4 separate regions of the Mus musculus genome follow, and regions 2, 3 and 4 are each linked to region 1. A link is a contact called in public Hi-C, HiChIP or PLAC-seq and promoter capture Hi-C data. All regions are on one chromosome and are shown on one strand. The core of a region is the stretch at or near the end of the contact, and the rest is flanking DNA. Distances in the headings are between cores, read along the strand shown.

Evidence for each region. Promoter capture Hi-C pulls out the DNA fragments that hold promoters and counts their contacts. Hi-C and Micro-C count contacts between places; a contact is called where the count stands out from the background. HiChIP or PLAC-seq counts read pairs in DNA pulled down with a chosen protein or histone mark.
Region 2: a Hi-C map of the HPC-7 cell line shows a contact between it and region 1, with 3 times the contacts expected there. The contact joins the promoter of Adamts4 here to the enhancer-like site in region 1. A contact is called at or near these places in 3 of 39 promoter capture datasets (the C10 cell line, the HPC-7 cell line and HPC-7-derived erythroid cells), 1 of 15 datasets of contacts at CTCF or cohesin (large pre-B cells), 9 of 484 Hi-C or Micro-C datasets (B cells, the G1E-ER4 cell line, the HPC-7 cell line and 4 more), 3 of 115 datasets of contacts at active chromatin or transcription factors (the HPC-7 cell line, bone marrow-derived dendritic cells and neural progenitor cells) and 3 of 9 other capture datasets (adipose tissue, embryonic stem cells and liver).
Region 3: a contact with region 1 is called in an H3K4me3 HiChIP or PLAC-seq map of bone marrow-derived macrophages, with 4 times the contacts expected there. The contact joins the promoter of Atf6 here to the enhancer-like site in region 1. A contact is called at or near these places in 16 of 39 promoter capture datasets (the 3T3-L1 cell line, 3T3-L1-derived adipocytes, the C10 cell line and 10 more), 1 of 15 datasets of contacts at CTCF or cohesin (CD8 T cells), 5 of 484 Hi-C or Micro-C datasets (B cells, bone marrow-derived macrophages, embryonic stem cells and 1 more), 20 of 115 datasets of contacts at active chromatin or transcription factors (the 230-238 cell line, the HPC-7 cell line, the SCID.adh cell line and 10 more) and 3 of 9 other capture datasets (adipose tissue, liver and pancreatic islet).
Region 4: a contact with region 1 is called in a promoter capture Hi-C map of the HPC-7 cell line, with 5 times the contacts expected there. The contact joins the promoter of Tomm40l here to the enhancer-like site in region 1. A contact is called at or near these places in 11 of 39 promoter capture datasets (the 3T3-L1 cell line, 3T3-L1-derived adipocytes, the C10 cell line and 6 more), 1 of 15 datasets of contacts at CTCF or cohesin (large pre-B cells), 10 of 484 Hi-C or Micro-C datasets (the Ba/F3 cell line, CD4 T cells, the G1E-ER4 cell line and 6 more), 5 of 115 datasets of contacts at active chromatin or transcription factors (the HPC-7 cell line, bone marrow-derived dendritic cells, large pre-B cells and 2 more) and 3 of 9 other capture datasets (adipose tissue, liver and pancreatic islet).

What each region holds. Positions count from the first base shown.
Region 1 is chr1:170,996,277-171,002,653 of GRCm38.p6, forward strand. No RefSeq gene overlaps it. Among named protein-coding and RNA genes, the nearest start is that of Gm10522, 16 kb to the left of the region's middle. Within about 2 kb of position 2,070, at least 167 of the 459 cell types and tissues checked have an H3K27ac peak or open chromatin away from gene starts, as enhancers often do. A contact at or near this core is called in B cells, the Ba/F3 cell line, CD8 T cells and 14 more, where this site is marked.
Region 2 is chr1:171,246,224-171,252,723 of GRCm38.p6, forward strand. It overlaps Adamts4 (a disintegrin-like and metallopeptidase (reprolysin type) with thrombospondin type 1 motif, 4), which reads left to right and starts at 3,906. Exons shown (of 9, transcript NM_172845.3): 1 at 3,906-5,246; 2 at 6,314-6,500. The coding sequence starts at 4,626. It overlaps Ndufs2 (NADH:ubiquinone oxidoreductase core subunit S2), which reads right to left and starts at 899. Exons shown (of 13, transcript NM_153064.5): 1 at 771-899. The coding sequence starts at 865.
Region 3 is chr1:170,863,286-170,869,697 of GRCm38.p6, forward strand. It overlaps Atf6 (activating transcription factor 6), which reads right to left and starts at 4,486. Exons shown (of 16, transcript NM_001081304.1): 1 at 4,365-4,486. The coding sequence starts at 4,416. Gm9929 (a long non-coding RNA gene) reads left to right here and starts at 4,545. Exons shown (of 2, transcript XR_003948181.1): 1 at 4,545-4,629; 2 at 5,296-6,412.
Region 4 is chr1:171,217,430-171,224,061 of GRCm38.p6, forward strand. It overlaps Tomm40l (translocase of outer mitochondrial membrane 40-like), which reads right to left and starts at 5,085. Exons shown (of 10, transcript NM_001037170.2): 1 at 4,946-5,085; 2 at 4,475-4,724; 3 at 4,143-4,210; 4 at 3,739-3,831; 5 at 3,376-3,477; 6 at 3,118-3,223; 7 at 2,872-2,994; 8 at 2,680-2,756; 9 at 2,365-2,467; 10 at 374-2,231. The coding sequence starts at 4,589. The coding sequence ends at 2,092. Nr1i3 (nuclear receptor subfamily 1, group I, member 3) reads left to right here. Exons shown (of 9, transcript NM_009803.5): 7 at 1; 8 at 197-302; 9 at 1,160-1,416. The coding sequence ends at 1,289. It also overlaps a transcript of Apoa2 not described here.

The DNA.
Region 1 (6,377 bases), core at 820-3,319:
CTTTCCCTCAGTCTTACTTCTCAACCTGTCTGTTACCAGAATAGTCTTCTTAAATCCCAAGTACACTCTGCTGTTTAAAATGATGAGTGGTACCCCGTGACCTCAGGGTAAAGCCCAAACTCATCATGGCCTGTAAGGCACACAATGGTGATGTGCAAACACCTTTTATAGTCTACCTGCATCTCACTATGCTGCACTCCTCGCTCTCAAAAATGCAACGAATTTAATGGACAGAGGTCCATTTTATCTTATTTTAACATTCTGCCTATAAGATGCCTGTTCTGCCTTCCTAAAGCTAATGGGTTCAAGAAAGTTTAGCCATTTGCATTGTTTCAAGGAACATGGGAAGACCTTAATAGAAATGGAGGCTTTCCCATCTCAGGTGTCTGGGTTCTTTGTCTCTGTAAACCCAAAGCATAAATTTCATAGGCAACAAGAGGAGGGTGTGTGTATAATGTTTATTATAAGTTATTTGTAAGTTCAAGAGATTGGAGGCAAGCAGAGCTCACGTATAGCAAGAGTATGTCCCAGGTGAAGGATTACCACCAATGATCACTGTCTAGGGATTAATAAAGCTTTTCAAGGTTGAGGCATAGGAGTGAGCTGGTCTGCTGGTCTGCTTTCCAAGGGCTGGACTCTGGCAGGCTTCCTTCCCCCAGAGCTTGGCAGCAGTGAACAGTGCCCTCTAGTGTCCTTATGCAGGCCTCTGAAATTGGTACCCTAACATGGTGTCTTAGTCAGGATTTCTATTCCTGCACAAACATCATGACCAAGAAGCAAGTTGGGAAGGAAAGGGTTTATTCCGCTTACACTTCCTCGTTGCTCTTCATCACCAAAGGAAGTCAGGACTGGAACTCAAGCAGGTCAGAAAGCAGGAGCTGATGCAGAGACCATGGAGGGATGTTACTGGCTTGCTTCCCCTGGCTTGCTCAACTTGCTTTCTTATAGAACCCAGGACTACCAGCCCAGGGATGGCACCACTCACAATGGCCCCTCCCACCCTTGATCACTAATTGAGAAAATGCCTTACAGCTGAATCTCATAGAGGCATTCCCTCAACTGTGGCTCCTTTCTCTGTGATAACTCCAGCTTGTGTCAAGTTGACACACAAAACACATGCCAGTACACACAGCATGATTCTTTTGTGCTTCTGGAAAATAGAGAGTATAACTATGCATAGTTTTTAGTTAGTTCTACATTTTCCTGTCCTTCAATCTTGGCAGAAGCCTGAGTTTTAGCCTTTATGGTCATCTAGAATTAAGGATTCCTTAGTGCTTAGTACTGGCCAACATTATAGCCCTCAGCCTGAGGTCTGGAAACCCAGTCCCTCTAGACTCTGCTGCATTAAGTAGAGTCTTTGAGTTCTGGAAGAGAGCATCACTAGGTGGCTTCCTACAGCAAAATGACAGAAAACAGAAAACAGCTTACATAGACCCCCCCCCAAAAAAATGGCTTTACCATGTGGCATACCAAGTTTCTTAAACATGTAACTATAAATTATAGATAACGTGTAATAATATTGTTGCTGGTGGTGAAACCTTTACCCAGTGTTTCTAGTCTCTCGTCATCATCAGAAAACCTTTTTCTTTTAATGAGGCAAAGTAAGGAATTAGGAGGAAGTTGATTTCAGAACGAAAGTGCACACTCAGGCAGTGGGTGAGGCCCCCAGAAATGGTCACACTGCGCAGAACTTTGGGCAACATTTTTAGGGCAATCTTTAATGCAGGGAAAGAGTATCCATGAGTTAAGGCAGAGAAAAAAATCAGGGAACCACAGGGATGGGCTGGGATCCCTTTCGTTTCCCCGACAGGGCTACTATCCATTTTTGTCTTTATATGGAGATTTCAGATATGACATAGCAACAGATGCATGAAGGGAAAAGGGCATTTTACAAGGCTAATCATATAGAGACGTCATTCTGATGAGGTAAATGACAGTTGCCATCTCTGCTGGGCCCCAGTCAGTTTTGGGTGGTCTTGCTTTTCCTGTTTAAGGAACGTACCTCTCCATGACTGCAATCTGCTGTTGCAGCAGTCTCTAGCCTACCACAGTGCCCGCAACAGTGCAGACACTTCCTTCTCTTTGCCTCGCTCTCTTCAACACGTCAGCCACTTTTCTTTTCTTGTGAAAGCATGCTGAAGCTGACCGCAGCAGCTCCGGGCAGCGTGCGGTGCAATAGCACCATGTCCAAAGACTGACAGAGAACTGGCCAATCCTTGTACCTCAGGATCCAGCAGAGTGGGATTTGTTGGCCCCAGCCATGTTCACGTGATCAGCGCGATGCCTGGCAAGAGAGTGGAATCCTATGACTGCCTCAGAGCGACGGTTCTCAAAATCAGCCTCCGCATTGCTTAGAAACTTGCTGGAGATGCAAATTCTCAGGCCCTACCAAACTTAGAAACTTTGAAAGAGACCCAGCTCTCCAGATGACTCTGCTAGAGCGCAACTTGGAGAATTTCTGGCTTAAGCTAACTGAAAATGATTTCCTGGTGCCAGGAAAGCTTGAGTCTCCCCTAAATCTCGTGATCACCACATACTGAGAAAGATCGTGTTTTGTTACAGTAGTAAGTCAGGGAATTAGAACTGACTGAAGGGGGCAGTTCTTAGATGGGCTTCCATGATTCAGTCTGAGTGGTCCAACAAATGGCTGTTTTTACAATGGAAAGGCTTTGAACTAATAGTTCAGTCCACAAGACTAGGAACCTCCCCGGTGCCAGCCTGGTGCTGAAGGCCAGGAATCTTGCTAGTGAGCCACTTGTCTTCAGCCCACAGTGAAAGGCAGAAGAAACTAGGCTCTCATGTCAGTGAATGACGGAGGTGGGTGTCAGCTATGCAGCAACAGGGTAGGTGAATTTGAAAGCGAGGCGTATTGTAAAAAGGGGGTCTTGTGTTTTGTTTTAGTTTTTTCTTTTAATGTCTGCTTCTCTTTCTTTCTTAAAGATTTTTATTTAGAAGTTGTATCTTGGGTATTCTAGGTTTCTGGGCTAATATCCACTTATCAGTGAGTGCATATCAAGTGACTTCTTTTGTGATTGGGTTACCTCCCTCAGGATGATATCCTCCAGATCCATCCATTTGCCCAAGAATTTCATAAATTCATTCTTTTTAATAGCTGAGTAGTACTCCATTGTGTAAATGTACCACATTTTCTGTATCCATTCCTCTGTTGAGGAACATCTGGGTTCTTTCCAGCTCGTGGCTATTATAAATAAGACTGCTATAAACATAGTGGAACATGTGTCCTTATTACAAGTTGGAACATCTTCTGGGTATATGCCCAGGAGAGGTATTGCTGAATCTTCCAGTAATTCTATGTCCAGTTTTCTGAGGAGTCACCAGACTGATTTCCAGAGTGGTTGTACCAGCTTGCAATCCCACCAGCAATGGAGGAGTGTCATTGGTAAAAGAGGCCCCTTGGTCTAGCAAACTTTATATGCCCCAGTACAGGGGAATGCCAGGACCAAGAAGTGGGAGTGAGTGGGTAGGGGAGCAGGGCGGGGGGGAGAGTATAGGGGACATTTGGGATAGTGTTTGAAATGTAAATGAAGAAAATATCTAAGAAAAAAAGAAAAAATATTTTTATTTATTTTATAATAAATAAATGCCACCACAAGACAGCATCAGAACCCATCACAGATGGTTGTGAGCTACCATGTGATTGCTGGGATTTGAACTCAGGACCTCCAGAAGAACAGTCAATGCTCTTAACCACTGAGCCATCTCTCCAACCCAACACTTGCTTTTCTTACAAACAATAACCAGCTCTCTTAACTCCCTGTCAGCTGTCCTCCCAGTGTCCAGTGCAGCCCCTACAAATGTTCCTCCTTCAGTTTCCCTAAATAGTCCCTTCTCCCAACCATTGTAGCCTATCTGCTACAGCCTCTCCCACCTCAACTCACTCCTAAACTATCTCCTGCACCAACTGCCTTCTCTTCCTCCTCTGCTGGCTCAATCCTCTTCCTCAGCCTCTGCTGGCTTTTTCATACCCTTTCCTGCCAAGGGTCATGCAGGAGGAACAGCAAATGGCTTTAGAACTCACGGAATGCAGCCCACAGGTTATCACAGCCACATGGGTGGGCCTCAGGGTGGCACGGCCCTGAGGACCACATGTGAGGCCTGCTGCCCTCACATCATCTTAATCTAAGAATTATGAAAATTCTAAGGGAGCTTCCAGTCCCTCACTGGGCAGTGTCTCTGGCACTCACAATACTAATGCTTGATCTCTTTCAGACATTGCTGCTGGAGCAGATTAATGATTCAATCACCACCCTAGAGAAGAACTTAGAGACACAGAGTGTCAGCAGTGACAACCACCCTTAGAAAACATGTGGAAAAATAAACTTGTTAGTGAAGCTAGTTGAGATGTTTTTACTACTGGCTCTGATATATATATATATCAGAGCCAGTAGTAATATATGATATATATATATATATATATGTTAAAAATAAATAAAAAAATCTTAGGGAACAATATGAAGTTCAGAAAGGCACATGGTCGGGAACAAGAACAATGACAGCACTGGCTGACGTGACTCTCACTGAAGCTGGACTGGTAATAATTGATTTCTTATATCCACTTTTGCCCTCAACTTCCTGATATGATTTATTAAGAATTGTTAGCCGGGCGTGGTGGCACACACCTTTAATCCCAGCACTTGGGAGGCAGAGGCAGGCAGATTTCTGAGTTCGAGGCCAGCCTGGTCTACAAAGTGAGTTCCAGGGCAGCCAGGGCTACAGAGAAACCCTGTCTCAAAAATACCAAAAAAAAAAAAAAAAAAAAAAAAGAATTGCTGATGAGTAGATATGCATTCTGAGGATTTACAGTAGATATGACTGTTTTTTATATAAAAGTTAAGATTTCTTTTAACATTTTTACAAGATTACTTTTAAAGATAAATAACAATTGCTCCTTTCTTTGTAACTGCAGATTGTTGCCTGCTAGTAAGAGAAATTGGCTTAGAAAACTCCCTTGCTTGCTTACACTTTGTTAATCTATAACAAGTTGCCTGGTTGTGAATGTACATGGGTTTTGGGGAATAATTTGTTTTCTTTACCTGTACTACATAGTTATTTCTTGTAAAGGTATTGGATAACACACTGTTTTCCATAATCATTTTCATAATCATTTACTGGAAGAAAACTAAAATGTAATCACATTGTAATTGCATACTGCTTGAAAGATTTTGCTGGGATATGTAAGCTATGGAAGAAAGAATGTATGGCTGGGGACTGGCGAGATGGCTTCACCTCAGAGGTTAAACGCACTGGCTGTTCTTCCAGAGGTCCTGAGTTCAATTCCCAGCAACCACATAGTGGCTCACAACCATCTGAAATGGGATCTGATGCCCTCTTCTGGCCTGTAGACATACATGCAGACAGAACTCTGTATACATAATAAATAAATCTTTTTTTAAAAATGTGTGGCTGGAACATTGTTTCTTTCTGTATATGGGTAAAGTTTGTGAAAATGGGGGTTGCAACAGTGTTCCTTTCCATCCATCAACTGTGTGCATGTATGTACACATGTAAAGCTTGTCTGGGTATGGCTTGGAGCTCACTCTATCCACCCATTGTGTATTTATGTATGCACGTGTATGTGTGAAATTCTTGGAGCCTGCTTGCTGGAGCTTTGCTCTAACCATTCTCTATGTGAATGTATCTGTGTCCCTCTGTTAGCACTCCTTCTAGGCTCTGTCCAGCAGTTACCTGGCAACAGTCAGGTGTGCCTGACTCACTATAAAAGGGGCTGCTTGCCCCCTCCTCTCTCTCTTACTCTCTTATTCTCTCTGACACCCTTCTCTCCCTGACCCCTTTCTCCCTCTCTTCCCCTCCCCACTTTGTGTTTCTGGCTGGCCTCTCTCCTCCTCCTCCTCCTCCTCCCTTCCTAACTCCCTTTCTGAATAAACTATTTAATAAATAAATATATTCCACACTATACCCATCAAATGGCTGATACCGCAGGGGGAGGGGATTCCTCAGCCTGGGCCTGCAGAGGCACCCATCCCACACCTCACCATACCTAGCTCTACAGCCATAGTCTCTCCTTCTCTTTTTTAAAACATAAAACACCATCTGTAGATCTGTATGCATTTATGTATGTGTGTATGTATATATGCATGTATATTGTGTATATGAAGTTACTGGACTCTGCCTTTTGTTTCATACACCATGTGTGTGTGTGTGTGTGTGTGTGTGTGTGTGTGTGTGTGTGTGTGTGAATTTTCTCTCTTTCCTTCTCTTTCTCACTGGCTCCAAGGGGTTAAAAGAGTTCAAAGAGTTAAAAGTTCTGGCTCCAAGGGGTTAAAAGAGTTCAAAGAGTTAAAAGTTTTCCCTGCTGGCCATAGAAAGTGCCAGCCCCAGTAAGTTAAGCATTGTTC
Region 2 (6,500 bases), core at 2,656-5,155, 250 kb after region 1:
CACGGGGCATGAGCAGTATGTGTGGTTCTTCTGTTCCAAGTCACTTCTCAAAACACGTTTTGGAGATTATAATGGAATCACAACATTTCTCCCTTCCCGTCCAGCCCCCCATATGCCCCTCCCCACTCTCCTTCAAAGTCATGGCTTTTTTTTCACTAGTTGTTATTGCAGGCATACATATATTTGTATATACATATATATTCCGAAACATCCTATCCACTCTTATGTGAGCCCGAAGAAGGATGGCCTGAATGGCAGAGCTGTGTTCTTCAATGCCAAGTCACTGACACATATATCTGGGACATACAAAGCTGGGGTCGAAGCTGCTTCCTGAATATGAATGTTGAGAACATCATGTATGCATGGTAAACCTAAGATTACTAAGAGACAGGGAGTATGGAAGGCGGGAGGAGAGAGGGAAAGAGCATAGGCGAGCAAAAAAGAGGGAACTGGGGAAAGAGGGCTCAGAGAAGAGGGGGTCTCCTTCGGATATGGGAGGTACTCTCTAGCCATTCATCTGAAGGGTAGGATATTTCATCCCACATATTTCGCTTCTGACAAAAAAATAAAAATTCATCTCCCTTATTTCCCATCCTTTGCCACAGGAGGCTGGCTGCACCTAGGAACCTAGGAAGAAATCTGGTCTGCGTGAGGAGGGTTACAGGCCTGGGTCATTCTCTCCTCAGGGGTCACAGAGCCCTTGAAATGTCCTCAGAGTGGAGACATTGCAGTTCTGCAGAGACCGCATGTAGGGACCGCCTCCTCCTCACCTGCTGGGCTGACTTGGCAAGCGGATCCCAGACCCGGGCCGCAGCACCGGGGCTCCGACCCCACGGAGGCAGCGCAGCGCCCTCAGGGCCGCCATCTTTACCGGGCTGCAGACTGTAGGAAGGAGAGCCGGGCGGAAGTCGCTCCCGCGCGCCCCCTGGTGGGCTTCCCTTCTTATCGCCACAACGGAGTCCCCATCTTGGAAGCTGGCAGGGAGGTCAATTGCGAACGGAACAACATCCGGATTCCGCTTCTCAGCTTCACTTGCGTTTCAATAACGACGACTGCCGTCATCTTTAGTAAGGGCGTCCCTCCCACGGCTTCTCTGGGCGTGAGAGATTTACTGCTCTCTCCTGAGGCAACTTCGCGCAGAATCCAGCACTTCCCGCTAGGTCCACGCTCTGCACTCGAACTTTCCTTAGAAACTGCGCTCCCTCTAGGTCCCCTACGCACTCTCTGTATGGGCGTTCCTTGACTATCTTACCATCTTGGTCAGTCTCCTGCGGTAGTCCTGCTTTCCGACAGAAGCCCCCAAGTTTTGATGACTATCTCTTTACTACGAAATCCAAAAGTGTTCATTTCCAGAGGTCCGGAAACGGGCTTGTGTGAAGGGACTCAAGTGCAGATGGGCAAGTCACAACAAACGGGAATTCACAGCCAAGGCCACGAGCGGTGGTGGAGCAAGGGGGCACTTGGTGCAAAGATAAGGAAGCAGCAATTTACAAATGGGAGGGGAAATGCTCTGACAGTGACTCTTCAATCCCTGCGATGCCCAAGTCACAGACTCAGGGAGCACCCTTAGCAATACCTAGTAACCCGCCTCCATCCTGGACGGTCTTACGTGCCACAGTCTTCCTCAGACGTATCTAATAACATAGACATGTAATAATTCCAGGACTCTGAGCCTAATTTTGTATGGACAAAGAGTTTTCCTGCCCTGGAGACTGATTTTTGTCTTTTTGTCTCCAAGCCCGGCTCCAGCTGGGCCACCCACTCTTTGAGGTTCTCCAATTTTCTCATTGGAAAGAGACCTCCTCCACATCTCCCCCAGACAGGGTCCCTGGGACATAGGCCACCAGCGGTGCAGCTGGGTGGAGCAGACAGACCAGGGGAGTGGCACCGAGCATTCTTTGTTGCAGAGGAAGAGGAGAAAGCCAGATTTCTAGGCTAAAAATTGACCTAATGGGAAGCATACCAAAGGGTGGGGCCAGAGATCCGTTGGCTGTGGGAACTGACCAAGACCTGGTGTAGACAAGGTGGTCCCCAGAAAGTCAAGGCAGAGGCTTGGTCCCCTTACCCTCTACAGCCACCTCTCCTTTTCTGGGCCTTTCTTCCTGAGATATAGTTTAAACACAAAATGTGGTGATGATGGGAGGGGGGGTTCCTCATTTTTGTGTTAATCCATCCTATGTGAAGTCAAGACAGACTCTAGCTTGCTTAGCCCTGGGGGTAGTTCAAGCAGGAACTGGGATGAGAACTCTTGGGGGGCTACCTAGGACACTGCATCTTTTGTGCCTTCTCCTTCTGCCAGCACCCCCCTCCCCACGTGCTGTAGCTGCCACTCTGTGGCCCTTTGTCTTTCACTGCTTAGTCACACTCTTTGTTCTCAGCTCAGATGGGGGGATGGAAAGGGGTAATAAGAGTATCCTGGTGACAGCTCCTCTTGCCCCTGTCCCTTCTGGTCCCTCATCCCTTGTGTGATTGACTCCTCCTGCCTCAGCCCCTCTGCTCAGGACCAGGGAGGGTCAGGGCATGTGATGGGTCAAGAGGTGAGACTGGAAATCACCAGAGGGTGGGTAGTTCAGGAAGTGATAGGCACCAGGACAGGTATTAGTGACGGGAGCAGGAAGGGAGGGGGAAGAGGAAGCATTCTGAGGAATATGATGTGGGGGACAGGAGCTGACCAGGCAGAGAATGAATAAGGGGACAGGGGCAGGGGAGGTGGGGCTTCTCTGGGAAAGGGAAGGGACTGCTGAGTGTACTCTCCTTCCTGGGGATTTCCTGGGGAAACAAGTGGCCATAGGGTGGAGTGAGCAGAAATTGCCCCGCTCCTGAATGCTTCATTTCCTTGCCTTGAGAGAGTGTGCTTTGGTTTCTTAGTCCCCCCCAGTTCTGGAAGCAGAAGAGTCATTAGTTCCCTCCTCTAACACCCACACACATACACATACTGGTCACTATCCCCATCCCAGGTTCTCTCTCTCTCTCTCTCTCTCTCTCACTCTCTCTCTCTCTCTCTGAGATGTGTGTGTGTGTGTGTGTGTGTGTGTGTGTCTCCTCCCCTCCCCCCATGGGAAATGAGGAGTCAAAGATTACTAGATATTCCAGGAACTATTGGATTTGAAAGGTGGGGTCAAGGAAGTAGCAGAGATGACTTCTGGGTGAGAGAGAGAGAGAGAGAGAGAGAGAGAGAGAGAGAGAGAGCGCAGGTCTTGTCTAGGTGAGGGTCTGGCTGACTTGAGGTAGTGGGGGTGTGCTGGGGTAGCTGGGTGTGGGTAGGAACGGGGCCAAGAGCCTGGGGGAATCTCCTGGGAGCTGAGCCAGGGAAATGGGCACTCAGGAAGTTGGGGAGGAGGAGGCCTAGGGTGGAATGGCTGTTCTATGCTTTAGACGCTGGGGTAACTCGGGGGGGGGGGGGGGGCTTCAGAGAGGGAGGGAGGGAGAGAAGGAGAATGAATGAGAACAGACCTACTCTGGATGTTCCTCCTATAAAAAGACAAGTAGTTAGCTCCTCCTTTTCTGTCTGTTTCTTTCTTGTTTCCATTCTAACAAAGTTCTAACAGCTGTCTCCTTGCCTTCCTGTGTGTACCACCTCTTCTTCTCAGTGCCTTGGTCCCATCCTCTCTTCTTTCTCTCCTAATGTTTTCTTACCTGTTCACCACTTCCTTTTAAACCCAGACAGCTTGGCTCTAACAGATTAGCCTCTGGGGTAAAGGGTAGCATAAATGACTTCCTCAAGGAAGTGAGGAAGCATAGGCTAGACCAGGCTGGATAGGAAGGACCTGAATTCTCCCAGGACAGAGTCTCATCTGTGACTGCTGTCCAGACCCTTTCCCCCAGTCCTGACCTCCCCTGGGGCTCTGTCCCACAAAAAAAAAAAAAAAAAAAAAAAAAAAAAAAAAAAAAGACCGGGAAAGAGACAGCTGAGGGCTGATGGTGGGATTTGGGAAAAAAGATGTGTCATCAGCTGGCTCAGTGCCTTAAATGCATCTGCTTGCTAGAGATTCCCTTCCCCTGGGCAAGTCCCTTCCCTCCCCCCCCCCTTCTTTTTTAAGGAAAAAAGAAAACCACTAAGGTCTTTGGGAAGCAATGATACATCCTCCATCCTTCAGAGTCCCAGTGACCAAGCTTCTGGCTGAGTGGCTTACAGATCTGCCACTCACACACAGAGGGCGGTTCTGGATGCTTAAAAGAGCTGGAGGGGAGAGAGGCTGGGGAGAACCCGGGGAAGACCCACAGATACACAGAAACGAGAGAGACAGAAGAGGAGAGAGACAGAGACAAAGAGACAGCAGCAGGAGGAGGAGGAGGAGGAGGCAAAGACAGGGCGAGCACTGAGGCAAAGCCAGACAGCTGAGCAGAGGGAGAAGCCAAGGAGTCACAGACAAAGACCTGGGACAGAAAGGCAAAGGAGGAAGTTTTGGAGCAGAAAGAACCCGTGGGCACTTTTCCTGAGCCCAGGGGCTGTTTTCTTTTTCATCTTCTCTGAAAGTCCCTAGCCCATTTAAAAACTTTGCCTCAGATTTTGGCACAAGCCCCAAAGCCCTTCTGGCTTTAACGAGGAGCCTTCCACAGTTAGGGTGTGGAGCATTTTGGTGCCGCAGATGGCCTCAATCCATCCCAGCTGCAGCCCGGGTACCATGTCCCAGATGGGCTTGCATCCCAGGAGGGGCTTGACTGGGCACTGGCTGCAAAGATTCCAACCCTGCTTGCCGCTTCACACTGTGCAGTGGCGGAGGCTGCTGCTGCTGGCCTTCCTCCTGTCCTTAGCGTGGCCCGCCAGCCCCCTCCCCCGGGAGGAGGAGATCGTGTTTCCAGAGAAGCTCAATGGCAGTAGCATCCTACCTGGATCAGGCGTTCCTGCCAGGCTGCTGTACCGATTGCCAGCCTTTGGGGAGATGTTGCTACTAGAACTAGAACAGGACCCTGGGGTGCAGGTAGAGGGTTTGACTGTACAGTACCTGGGCCAGGCACCTGAGATGCTGGGTGGGGCAGAGCCAGGTACCTACCTGACTGGCACCATCAATGGAGATCCGGAGTCGGTGGCATCTCTGCACTGGGACGGGGGAGCCCTATTAGGGGTACTGCAGTACCGTGGGGCCGAACTCCACCTCCAGCCTCTGGAAGGAGGCGCCCTTAACTCTGCTGGGGGACCGGGGGCTCACATCCTACGCCGGAAGAGTCCTGCCAGCAGCCAAGGTCCCATGTGCACCGTCAAGGCTCCTTCTGGGAGCCCGAGTCCCATTTCCCGCAGAACCAAGGTAGGCAACTCTGGAGATCATGCCCCGTGCCCGTATCATTCCTCCCGCCATGTCTGCCCTACTGACCCCTATTCACCCTCTCTCCTCCCACTTCCACTTGCAGCTTTCCAACTTCTCTCCTTCTCTCTGCCTTTCCCATCTCCACTACCCTTTCTTTGAAAAATCCTGGCTACTCCCTGCTTCGGTCCTTTGCTTTGCTCTGAGGATTCCCTGAGGTAGGTCAGATTCTCTGGGCCGGAATGACCTCTCCCCCTCTCTCCCCCGCCCCTTCCTGGCCCTGGAGTCTCCTGCTGACACAGTTCCCAGCAGTAAAGCTCTCCCAACAGCCTGTTGGCCTAGGCTCTTTTCTCTGCCCCAGTGATTTTTTACCCCCACCCCCAGCTACAGGAGTAAAATTTGAGGCCCGGGGGATTGAGTTTTTGGCTTCTGATGTTCCGTTTAAAATTGTTCTGGTAAACTGCAAACTAGGGCAGGAGGAGGCTGGCATCCCATACCTCTGGGTCAATCTTCTTCCCACACTGTGGGCTGACTGCAGGGCTGCCTGAGGCACTATCCTCCCTCCCTCCCACTCCTGGTCTCCCCCCTTCTTCTCCCCCCACCCTTCCTCTAGCTTTAATCCAGACCAGACACTCCTTCCACACCCGCCACGCTGAGATCTGGCTGTGGCCCTAGCTGCTGACTGAATTGTTCCTCCAACCACACAGTGCAGACACGTCGCCGCAGCTCAGCCTCTAGTCCTACTCCCACAAGCCCCGCCACACTTGGGGACCCTAGCGCCCCTCCTCCCTGAGTCAGTCCCAGCTGCTTTTCACCTCTGGGGCCCACTTAGCCATGAAACGTGGCAAGCCTCCTCTTCTTCCAGAACGACAGCTGATTCTTCAACATTACCACAAAAACACTGGGATTTGGGGTTAGGGGGAGGGCCCAAACCAGTCAGTCACTTCAGGAATCCTGAGGCACACGTGAGGGCCAGCTAACTCGGCTGAATTCTAGACCCCGGAATGAAGGGAGGTGAGAGAGATCTCAGGACCCTCCTCTCTCTCATTTTTTTTCTTCTTCTCCTCAAGCGCTTCGCTTCTCTGAGTAGATTCGTGGAGACACTGGTGGTAGCAGATGACAAGATGGCAGCATTCCATGGTACAGGGTTAAAGCGCTACCTGCTGACGGTTATGGCAGCTGCCGCTAAAGCCTTTAAACACCCAAGCATCCGAAACCCTGTCAACTTGGTGGTGACGCGCCTGGTGATCCTGGGGT
Region 3 (6,412 bases), core at 3,236-5,735, 130 kb before region 1:
CTTGGCACACATTTCTTATGTGGCTTTAAAAAAAAAAAAGAAAGAGTGACTTCTGCACAACTCGAGTGACAGGAAGAGGGGAGGAAAGAAGAGGGAAAGGAAAGATTGCAAACTAGCCGTGGAAAGATGACCAACACCATGAAATACTAGAAATTTGCAATTAAAACAAGGTACCACCACATGCCCAATAAAATGGCTAAACTCCAAAGTACAGGCAACAGCAAATACCAGCAAACAGAAACGTCCACTCACTGCTGATGGAGACACAGAACTGCAAGTTTGGCAGTTTACTATAAACCAAACCTACTCAATCAGACCAAATGATACGAAAATTTACACCAACACAAAAACCTGCACACAGATGGTTAGAGCAGCTACATGTGTAACTGCTAAAAACTGGAAGCACCAAGATAGCAACATGTAAACAGATATACAAATTACATATAGACATATAAACATATATGCAAAGATATATAAACAGATAAGCAGATATATTAACATAAACTGAGTTAGGTCCTCCCAAAGCCATATTGAAACCCTAATTCCCAATATGGCTACGTCTGACAGAATCCTGAGGAGACTGCTAAGGTTAGATGATGGTGTGGGAAGAGGGTAACTCTCCTCGGTACCACGTGAGGACACAGCAAGAAAGCAGTCATCTACAAGTGAAGAAGAAGGCTACCATCAAAACCTGAGCATGCTAGCTAGCATCCTCCATGCCTTGTAGACTACTGTAATGACAGATCCCTCTCATTATACATTTGTCCAAACCCCATATATTTAGCACTACTCTGTACTAGAAAGTAAGTCATCAAGCCACAGACACAGGAACTTCAAATGCATACTACTGAGTAAAGAAGCCAATTTGAAAAGGTTATACTACTCGGTTCCAACTACACAACAAAAGCAAAATGGTGGCGACAGTGAGAAGCTCTGTTCTGAGGTCTGAGATGAGCAGGTGGAGCTTAGAGAATGTTTAGGAGAGAGACACTCACACTACTATACACAACACTGTAATGATGGGCTTGTTGTATTATGTTTGTCAAAACCCCTGTATTAAGGCTCATCCTTAACACTAATGTATCAAGCCTGGTGTGGTGGCTCATGCCTTTAATTCTAGTATTTGGGAAGCTGAGACAAGAGCATTAAGAATTCAAGGCAAGCCTGGTTACATCAAATATTCCAGGCCAAGTTAGACTCCATAAGAAGACCCTATGTCAAAAAGAAAAAAAAAGGAAAAAAAAAAAAAAAGGAAGAAAGAAAGAAAAAAAAACATTAGCTTCTCCATCTTTTTTTTTAAGATGTGTTTATTTATTATATGTAAGTACACTGTAGCTGTCTTCAGACACCCCAGAAGAGGGTGTCAGATCTCATTATGGATGGTTGTGAGCCACCATGTGGTTGCTGGGATCTGAACTCAGGACATTCAGAAGAGCAGTCAGTGCTCTTAACCGCTGAGCCATCTCACCAGCCCTAGCGCCTCCATCTTGACAGTACAATACTAATTGCTTTAGTTTGCCTTCCGTTGCTGTAATAAAACACCATGGCCAAAAGTAACTTGGGGGAGAGTTTACTTGGCTTACATGTGTCTACATGAAAGAAAGTCTGGGCAGGAACCTAGAAACAGGAACTGAAGCAGAAGCCACGTCAGAATGCTGCTCCTCCTGGCTTGCTCACCTTCTTTATTATACCCCCTAGAACCACCTGCCCAGGGTTGGCACCACCCACAGTGGGCTGGGCCCTCTCACATCAATCATTAATCAAAAAATGACCCATAGACTTGCCTGCATGACAATCTGATGGAGGAATTTTCTCAATAAAGGTTCCCTCTTTCCTGATGTTTCTAGCTTGTGTCAAATTAAAAACAAACAAAAAACCTAACCAGCATAGTAATGTAAGATGTCATCAGTAGAGGGAACAGTAGAGAGAAATATATGGAACTGCATGTACTATCTAAATTACTCTAAAATTCTAAAGCTGTACTTTTAAAAAGGATTATTAAGTGACACATTAAATATAATTGGGGAGCAAGAGGCAGGAAACTTTTGAAAGCTGTAGGCTACCCTACACTATATAGCAAGACCTTGCCTCAAAGACCTCAAGGTATGGTACTGTACGCTTGTAATCCCAGCATTCCAAAGGCTTAAGGCAGGGACATCAGAAGTTTGAGGCCAGCCTGGGCTACACAATGGCCTCTAACAAAAGGCACTTGTGTGTAACCCAAATGCCAGTCTCCATAGCCTTGGTGGGAGCACAGCCATGCTTGCCCATCTATACCTTCTGCTACGGCTGTTTCTTCCCTGTGGCAGAGCAGTTTCGACAGAGACCACAGGACAGTGATGCCTAAAATAGCTGCTCTCTGAACCTTTTCAAAAACCACTTGCAGATGTCCGCTCTAAGTGTCATTAATCACATTTAGAAAATAAAAAAGTAGAAGTACATCCCATCGTACCCTGTGCTGAGATAACGTCCTTCAAATTGTACAAGTTGTTCTTCATAAGAAATACCAATTATAAAAGCCAATTTTTAAAATTTAACAGTACAGCTGTTAAAATTACTACTAAATACATCAGTAAATTGACCAAAAATTCAAAACAGCAACTACCAAAGAACCTATTATTTTATTAAGAAGCCCTAGTAGACAGTAGTGTTCAACTCTAATGCCTGCAAAATCTATCCTACCTACTGAACACCTGAGGGAATAAAAGTACTGAACCAAGAGACAACTGTTAACAGTCTGAAAAGGGAAGGCTAAAAAACATTGGGGAAATGACATATTCAAGAGGAGACAGGGCAGGATACCTGAGAAAGGAGTCAGTCAGCTGACTACAAAGAACTGCGCATTGTTGAAGAATCAAGATTAGGAGTTAGGAAAATGCAGCTGAGAATCAGACTCTAGGACAAAAACGATACCATCAGGAAGTGCCTTTTAGTTATACTTTAAGAAATGCCACAAACATAATGGTCAAATGATTGAGAAAACTAATTCTAATTGTAACTACCCAACATATCTAAGTAGACTTGTTAAGAACATTAGCATTAGGAAGAATCTAGGCTTGGGGGGGGGGGGGGGAGCAAGTGTTACAGAGTAGAAAAACCAGAGGCACAGACTTCAAAGTTAGATAAGCCTGGTTCTGATCCTACTTTATCACTTACTCGTCTAAGACTCAGAGAACAGATTCTGTCAACCTCTGTTTCAACATCTATAGGATGGCGGGACCTCATTGGACTGTTATGAACATAACATAAATAACACATGTAGTGTGCTTAGCAAAATAAAGTCCTAAACAAGTGACTGCTGTTACTATAACAAAAGCATTTAGCTGGGGAAATGAACTGGAGAATGAACATTTAAAGGTTTTTTTTTTCCAGAAAGTTGTCAAAATCGGCCCAAAGATTAAAATAAACCTTTTATAGATTGTAATTGTAGAGAGCATCTGCCACTGTTAAATTAAACTAGGATTCCAACACTTCCTAGTTGAGGGCCCACTCATGTTATAGTGGAATGTTAGTCCATGAAAAAAAAGTGTCCCCAAAACTGAAGGACAATGTAGTCTCACTACAGGATCCATTGAGCCACCTACAGAACTCCATTCACATATTAACACACATAATCCTGTTAACATTCTGTCTTGAAATCGAGAAGGGACTATCAGCTTTCTCTAAGGATTTGGATGCCAAAGCTTGTTCCTTGTCATTCTCTGGTCCATCCTTCCTGAACACTAAAAATAGACTTAACAAGAGATTTCAGAGCTGTGTTTGGACAGCAGTCAGGATTACATCAGTTTGTGTTAGATCTAGTAATCAGGGACACGAGGTCAGGTGCTTGGGAGAGTTTCTTCTTTGCCAATTTGGATCTATGTCTTAAACCAACAGTTCAAGCTGGGAGCCAAGGATTTTCTTCTGTATTTTAACCAAGTTTTCTCAACATATCTCGTACACGTTCAGTGCGCGCGCGCGCACACACACACACACACACACACTCACACACACACATACACACACACACACTCAGCGCTCCCCAGCCACACGCCCACAGTCTGAGAAAATAGCTTGGAGCCTTTGGGGCAGCTACAATCATCATCCTACTAAGTTCTGGTCCCTCACGATCACCTGGAATTTCCACCAGGAACACACGCTGAAAAACTACAGCAATTTCAATTAGAACATCATTCCATTATTGCTACGGCCAGGACAGAAGCCCAGAGGCTCTGCCAGCCTCTTCTACGACCCTCAACCCGTGGCCTCGCTCCCCGGACACGGGTCGTCCACACCTGTCACCGCCACCGGGCGGAAATCGGGAGGAGAAAAAAACCCGCAGACGCGGCCCGACCTAGCTCGGGTACATTCGCAGATCCACTCACCCCAGTCTTCATCTGGTCCATGAGGAAGAACCGGACTAAAAGGCGACTCCATGGCGCCGGCAACACAAGCCGGCTTCCCCGAAACAGACACCTCTCCCTCACAACTCGGATGGGTGAGTAACCTGAAACGGCGGCGGCCGGAGGACAAAATAAGCTGAACGCTGACACGGACGGTGGCCGGGCGGAGGCAAACTATCTCACCGCACGCGGGAACTGGGATCCAAAGCTAAGGAGACGTCAGCAGATAAGCAAACTCAATAGACTTGTGAGTAAATATTTCCCTACGAGGATTTCAGCACTTTCTGTCCCGCTGTGGGGTTTTGTGGTTGTTCTTTTTTGTTTCTCTCTCCCTCTCTCTCTTTTTTTTTTTAAATTGAGCGAAGAGCACGCAGATTTTACCGCTTTGTTAAAATTCGCTGATAGTACTAAAACTGAAAAGTCTCCTGATCATAGTGGCTTGTTCTTTGTGCTTAATACTACGATATAGACATCTCAGAACGAAATTAGAAATTGACAGTAAACCTGATTCTGTATTTATAAATGCTTTTCAATCGCTGTAAAAATTTTCCACGTACACGGTAAATAAAGAAAAATACAAATTTCCGACATGTGTTAGAACCACTCCTTTACTGGGACAGAATCCGAGGTAAACTTTCTCACAAATAATACTTGTAGAAAACCCACCTTCAAACAAATTTAAACAAAGAAAATATATAAGATAAATTCTCCATGTCCGCACTTACCTCCTAAAGAAGAGTTTCTAAAACTCGCAATAAGCTGTCAATCTCTTATTACTAAAATCCAAAATTCTAAATATTTTTAGAGAAGAATCATGCATCACGGATTCCAACTGGAAAATGTGAGCAATTTGAAACAACAGTTTCGAGAACCTACTTAGTGTTGTTTACTTTTCGGTTTTACTCGATTTCAGTAGCCAGGGACTGCATTCAAACCCAGACGGTGAATGAACACGGATCCCTCTAGGACCGAGAGGAACTTTTCCCATGGTTACAAACAAACATAAATGCTTCCCAGAATCCTCCGAGCTCCTCGTGGCTGCGGTTACTACCGATTGCGATTGCGGAATGCAACAAGGTGAGAGGAAAGCCAGGTCAGAATTCGTGAAGTCCGGCTGGGACCACACCCGCATACACACGTGCAATGCACCGCCCGCGCGCACATACATACATATATACATACACACACATACATACACACATACATACACACATGCATGTGCAATACGCAGCACGCGCGTGCACATACATGCATACATACACGAACACACGCACACTCGCGATTCTGAAGTCCCCCTACGACAAATGACATTCCTTTCGTCGTTGGAATTATATATATATAAATTTTAAAAAAAAAATTTTTTTTTCGAGACAGGATTTCTCTGTGTAGCCCTGGCTGTCCTGGAACTCTGTAGCCTCAGAAATCCGCCTGCCTCTGCCTCCCGAGTGCTGAGATTAAAGGCGTGTACCACCACCGCCCAGCCTTTAGTCCATTTTTTATATTTACTTTTACCATGTTTAAACCTGTTTGTAAATATATATGTTGAGTGTTGGGGAATTTCTTTTTTAATTCACATAAATGTATAACACGGAAATGTTCTCCAAATTATTGTCACTAGGCATTCATTACTCTTTGAAGCTCTCTCGGGGTTTTAATTTCTACATTCCCTTAAATACATAGCATCATACTTGTTTACCTGAGACGGACATCTGGGTCTTTGAATTGTTTACCAGTACATAAGATATATTCTCTGCAACTCTGCCTTTCACATGTGTGCTGGGTCACTTGCTAAATTAGCAGTTTACATCCTCACCAACATATACGCCAAGACTAGATATGATCAGACTTTTACAATTTCTGTCACTATGAATCGGTGTGACTATAGTTTACATTTCTCTGGCTGAATTCCTTCATGTTCATTAGACTGTGCCCTGTTGTGACCCACCCACTCTTTCATAAAGTGTGCTACTCGGTCCCCTTCTCCTAGTGATGTGCAGGTAGGTCTCCACATAGCCTACTTAATTCATTTT
Region 4 (6,632 bases), core at 3,835-6,334, 220 kb after region 1:
GGTGAGGATCATCCCAAAGCTGAGGAACTCTGGCCCCTTCCACCTCTACCCAACTCTCGGTCCCTTTAATCCTTCCCTGACCTTCTAGCTTTCAAGCCTAAGCAAGGGTCTATCTATACCATCCCCAGCCCCTATACAATGTGAGGCCCCCATCTGTGGCCCCTGCCACCTTGCCCTTCCCAGTCTCCTCTCTCAGACAGACCCGGAGTTACCCAAAGAGAAGAGATAGATCAGCTACAAGAGGAGATGGCGCTGATTCTGAACAACCACATTATGGAACAACAGTCTCGGCTCCAAAGTCGGTAGGGAGGAAGGAGGCAGCGGATTCGGAGGCTGCGCCGGGGGTAGGAAGGGATCTGTGAAACACTGAGCTCCGGATGGATGCATTTTACTGTTGTTTCCTTTGGGAAACCAGGTACTTAGGAATCTAGACCTTCCCTCGGACCACCCCATCCATCGCACACAGTATCCAGATTGCTCAGACTGCTGTGTTGTCTCCCTTTTCCAAGTTGTTGGCTCCTGTTGTTGTTTTCAGTCAGTAGAGATGCAAAGTCGTAGCTCATGGCCTGGGTGTGACAGCTTTCCTGAGACTGGTGACATTCCTTACCTCTCACCTCTCCGACTTTTCCAAACTAAAGTCAAAATTTCAAAGTCTTGTTCATTCTTTTGGCCCGCTCCTCTCCTTTGGGTCAATTCCTTGAAGTTTTAGGTCCCCTTGAAATTAGGATCCGTCACACTTTCACGGACAGAGCCTAGTTCAACAGTGCAGGCTCAGACATCTATGCCACCTTCGCTCTGCTCATTCCCTAATGAATCCGTTTGCTACGAGGGAGATGCTTTATACTATAGAATAACACAACCGCCTTCTAGAACTGGATCTAGAAGGCCTCACCTTCAGATTCTATACAGTTGACGTTTTGGCCAAGAACTTCTTTTACACTTGACCTCAAAGCCCTGGGTTCAGGAAAAACTAGGCACAATGAAGGAACAGTGTTGATAGAGGCCCTTCTTGGGTATGTCTGAGATTTTCCAAGATGTAGCTCCAGAGCATCTGCTGCTCAGACTTAGCCTCTCTGAGGAGTGGTCCAGGGGATAGGAACCTCAGGACAGGACTCCCAGCTGCCTTATTTCCCTGGTAACCCTGCTCCTTCCTCCAAAGGTTTCTGTATGCAAAGCTGATGGGCCTGCTGGCTGACCTCCGGAGTATAAACAATGCATACTCCTATGAACTTCAGCGCTTGGAGGAACTGTCTGCTATGACGCCGCTGCTCGGGGAGATTTGCAGTTGAGGCCCAGGCTTGCATCCTTTCCCCAGACCCCCAGGGATACACTGGCCTGGAAAGGGTACAGCGCTGGACCCCACACGGGAACCAGCAGGAAGGAGCTTGGGAGTGGCAATGAAATGCTGAACAGTCACTGTCTCTTAGTGCACTCATCAGTGGGGCGTGGAGTGGGTGGGGGACAGAGAGAAGGGAGGTGGGCAACCACAGGGCCAAAGTTGTTCTCCGGAAACACAGGGGATGGGAAAGATGGAAGCCTCGGGGCTAGGAGGTGACTAGAGTTCCTTCTGGGAATGGGTGGGCCCATTCTTTGGTCTTTCTGTGGCCAGAGATTTAACTCTTTAATCCTCCCTTCCCGAGGGAAGGAGTGGAAGACTGAGGAATGGAGAAACCAGGAGAAATGGGATAGGAGGCTTTTTTTTTTCTGCTCCCTCTTTCCATGCAGATTTCTCTGCTTTGAAGAAGGAGTAGTAATATCTCAATCAAACAAAAATAACAAAAAAAGTAGGGTGAGGGAAGCCAGACACATCCCGTAGTCCCTCTCCTTTACTCCAGAGCCATACAGCTTATGGGAGATTATAGTGGGGCTGATGGCAGTATTGGGAACCTCAACCCGCTACCTAACTGGAAAAAATGACTCTCCGGCAGTTCTGGTTCTGAGGAGGACATCGTCCTGTCCCCCCCACTCTGCCCATGGGACCTAGGAGTCATCCGGCAAGGTAGGCTCTGGAGAGGGACCAAGTTAGTCTCTGGCCCTAGGGTATCAGACTCAAAGGTTCCAGCTGCTGCAGAGGCTGCTCCCAGGACAACCTCAGCCCACAGTGATGCTGAAGCCGCAATGGAATCTGTTTCGCCAGTGATTGAGGAAGGCTCCAAGGGCTAGGGTGACAGGCAGGGGACGCATCTTCTTCTCCAGCACCGCACCAACACACCAGTTACTGTCCACCAAGCCTGCCGGGGAAAAGTATATTGACCCGGTTGATTAGCCAGACTTGGAGTATGGAGTCAACAGAAGTAAGGTAGAGCCTCCCTCCCTGCATGTCCCCAAATCCCTCACCACTTCTAAGTGTCTCAAAACCCTCACCTCTAAACACCATATCGGCCTGGGGCAGAGTCAGGTGGTAACCAAAGGAGAAGGTCGTATCTTGTAGCCTTGTATTTGCCTCAAACTCTACTCCAACCTGAACCTGAGAAGCAGGGACAAGAACGAGAGGAGGACCCGTCGCCATGAATCCCACAGGAGTTCTGGCAGGGTATAAGCAAGCTGGAATGCATGTGTGAAAATGTAGACCAGATGAGGCCAGAAAGAATCATAGGCCAGAAGCCTGGGAAGACTCGAGGGGCAGAAGGTTCTGGTTGACTGACTCACTAGGCTAAGAGATGAGCTTGGTAGTCTTACCTGTTCATTGGCCTTGTGGTAATAACTTGCATGGGCCCCACCTGACCCAACATTCAACGTAGCTACCCAGTGGACAGCTGCAGGGTGGGGGAGAACAGAGGGAAAAGGCAGTTACCATCGTAGATACAGGCAAAGGAACCCCAGAAAAGCCCCGAGTCTCTCCTCCTCACCATCATTCACTTGATCTCGTACCTGAGTACTTCCCAGCCAGAGTCAAGATGGCCCCCTCTTCTCCTGGCCGCCGGTGATAAACTAGCTCTCCTCCTAGCACAAGCCGATGGGTGATGCTCTGCAGGAAGTGAGCAACCATGATCACTGTCAGGGAGAGAGGATGCAAGAGTCAGGGAGTCAGGTTTAGTTTCTTACCATCTGGTCATTCCCACCCTAGCCTAGCCAAAAAGGTCCCCCCACCCCCAGAACTCCGTCCCAGTTCCCCACCTGATTCCCCAATCAGATCCGGATTTCCCAGGGTCAGAGTGGCTGTGTAGTCATCTCCCCGATACTCGCCATCAAACTGCCATGTCAGGAACTTGGCCTGCTGTGTCTGGGTGGGGAGAGTAACAAATAAAATACCCTTCTCTCTGTTTATATTCAGTATTGCCTCTGCTCCTCCTCCCCCTGCGTCCCCCAAGGCAGGATACCCATGGAGGAGAAAGAGAGGTGCCTCGGTGGATGGAGGCAGGAACTGTGGGTCACCTGGAAGACAGCCTTAGCTCGCAGCCGTTCTGCCAACAGAAGCAAGACCTGGGCGTTGAGACTGCCACTGCTGTCCATATCCCCCACCACAGTGGGGAACACCTGTTAGGGAGCGTAGACAGGAAGGCTGAGATGGGTAGGTAGCTCTATCCATTGGCACATGAACAGGAAGGGATTTCAGTAACATCTCACAGTGCCCCCTGGTGGACGCCAAAGACAAACTCGGGCAGCTTTGCACAGGACTAGCTCGCGTTCAGAAGAGGCACTGAGAACATAGTTGCTGATCACACACATTTCCAAATTCTCAAGACCTACGTCCATGTGCGTTTTACACAGTTGACGCGAGTGTGGGGGAGCCCTCACCTCTGTGGGGCTAAGCTGCCAGTCCCCTGCATAGGCGGTATGGAGGTGGTACCCTGGCAAGCCCAGGGCACTCATGTGCACAGTATGAGCCACCTGAGGAAAGAGGAGACAACGGAGAACAGAGCATTCTATTTCGTTTCAATCCCGTCTCCCACCCTTGACCTTTTTTTCCATCCAGAGGGGGCTTTTTAAAACCTCAACTATTCCAACGCATGCAGAGGGCCACTGGACTTTAAGCAACAAGTCCCACATCTTGTTGCTTAAAGGCATTGGGGGGGGAGGACCCCACACTTCCCCTCATTTGTCCCACATAGCCTAGCCAAGACAGGACTAATAGGTGTAAAGAGGATCCAGAGACAAGCAGGGAGGAGGGGGGTAAGTAGGGGCCAGACCAGTGGGAGCACCTGGAAATGGCTGCTCAGAACCTTGTTGACAACCAGCTTCACGCCTTCCATCTGTGCTGGGAATACATCTGAAGGGAAGGAACATGCACAGATAAGGACCCCTAACTACATAGACGGACTCCCCTTTCAATTGCATATGAAGCACTGGAGGAAATGACCTCCTTTCAAATCCTGCAACAAAACGCTCTGCTTTGAACATCTGGTCCTTTTTGACTGCCGGATGCTCCAGCTGTGATCTCCCCTCGCTGTTCACATCACTGGACATCAGCATTCAGGACCCTCCCCTTCTCTATGACCCTTCATCCTGAGACACCCAAAAGCTGCGGTCTCACCTTTGCACAACCGGTGCAGCTCGTCGAAGCTCCCGGGGTTGGGCAGCGGTTCCTCTCGACGGTGGCTCCGGCGGGGTAAAGTACCCATCGGTGCCAGGCCCAGGGTGTTCCCCATTTTAATCCAGAGGACAGGGAGGGGTTGGGGTTAGCCTGGGGATAAAATCTATTGCTCCCTCTATCCCCCACGGGCTCCACCCCCCATCATCGGGCTCCCCAGTTTCAGAAACTTCCATATGGTTCAATGCTAGACCTGCAATAAGGAACAGTAGGGGGAGAGAACACCGATGCTAAAGTTGAATCCCGGGCACACTCCCGCCCCATCGTTGATCCCTCACCCCCACCTGTCACCCCCGTCTGCTCTCCCATTATCTAGTCTTAACTACTACCGCAGGCTTCCGCTGACTTTCTAGTTTCTCTGTTCTTCATTCCCACGTCCCAAGGGTCTGCCCGCAATGGAACACTAGCCCTTACCATCTCAGACCATCCTGCAGCCTCTTTCCCCCTAGGCACACCCGGTCATCTTGATGGGGGCAGCCATCTTGAGTAATGGCAGAACTGCAGCTTCACCCTGTATTCCAAGCATGTCCGTAGGCGCCATCTTGGAAATGGGCAAAGGAAGCGCCCAAAGACCCAACCCACTCAATGATGAAAAAGGTGCCTCAATTTACTAGTGACCAATAGGAGAGGAGAAAACAGAAGAGTGGCAGGCCTGCAGGCCCCAGGGCTTCAGTCCGAGTGCAGTGGCGAGTGGGAGTTTGTGGGTGGCCCTTTAGACGTTAGTGGAAGGCCCCCTTTTAAGACCGCCCAACCTCCTCAAGGTCGAGATAAACTCTTGAGCATTCAAGACACTAGAGGGAGCATTTTGCCTATTAGACCAATGGAGTTCCTTAAACCGGAACGTGAGAAAAGTGAAACTATAGTTTGAAGACCTATTTTATGAATATATCACACTCAGGGGTTGTGAAGACGTGGTTCACTTTACCCTCCACCTTCCTGAAAGCCGGCTGGAGAATCCCCACAACTCTCCACTCTATACCACCTCCAAAGGACTGCTACTCACAATCCAACCCCCCAAAACAGACCTCTACCGCCCCCCGCCGTCCCCCCTTCCCCCGCTGGAATTCACAGGCCTTGCCTTCCCGGCGTGGTGGCGCAGGCGGATTTCTAAGTTCGAGGCCAGCCTGGTCTACAAAGTGAGTTCCAGGACAGCCAGGGCTATACAGAGAAACCCTGTCTCAACGACCCCCCCCCCCCAAAAAAAATGACTGTGAGAGTTCTGAGGGCGAGGAGAGAGTTGTGGGCAGAACTAGCTTCCGAAGCAGCTACCCTCTCTAGTTATTATTTACATGGAGAAAAGACAAATAAAATCTAAGAATACAACCGCAGCCTGAAGTTACGCTCCTCCCCCCAGGGCCAGGGGCAAGCAGTGATGTGACACTAGAGGTAAGTCCACAAGAGGACAACTGGAAATATGCAAGATTGCATATGCAAGGGTTGAAGAGATGGCGAAGTGGGTAAGAGCAGTGACGAGGCTGGTGAGGTGGCTCAGATGCTTCCCCAAAAGTCATAAGTTCACTTCCCAGCAATCACATAGTGGCTCACAACCATCTGTAATGGAATCTGATGTACCCTTCTGTTGTTTGCATTTATACATGCAAAGAGAGAGAGTCGTGTGTGTGTGTGTGTGTGTGTGTGTGTTTGAGAGAGAGAGAGAGAGAGAGAGAGAGAGAGAGAGAGAGAGAGAGAGAGAACTGGCTACTTTTCAAAGGATCCAGGTTCAAATCCTAGCACCCACAACTTTAATTCCAGTTCCAGAGAATCTGACACTCTTACACAGATACACGTGGAAGCAAAACACATAACTAAAATAAACAGATTTCTTGGTCTTCGGTTGCACTCTCCCTCCCTAGCTTCCACACTTCCACCCCCGTATCTCTCACTAATATTCCAGTACACACAGGGTAAGCTTGGTGGCAAAAAGGTGAGTGATAGGAATGTTTTCAGTAGCTACTGAGTTGACTCCACTGGAGAGCCCTGGGCCTAGCGAATGTACCTCTGTCCTTCCACACAGTTAGAACTGGGCCAGGGGCCAGGACCTAACTGATAAGGGGATCAAGTGTCCAGGCCCTTTGACCTTGATTTGGACAGAGCCTCTTAA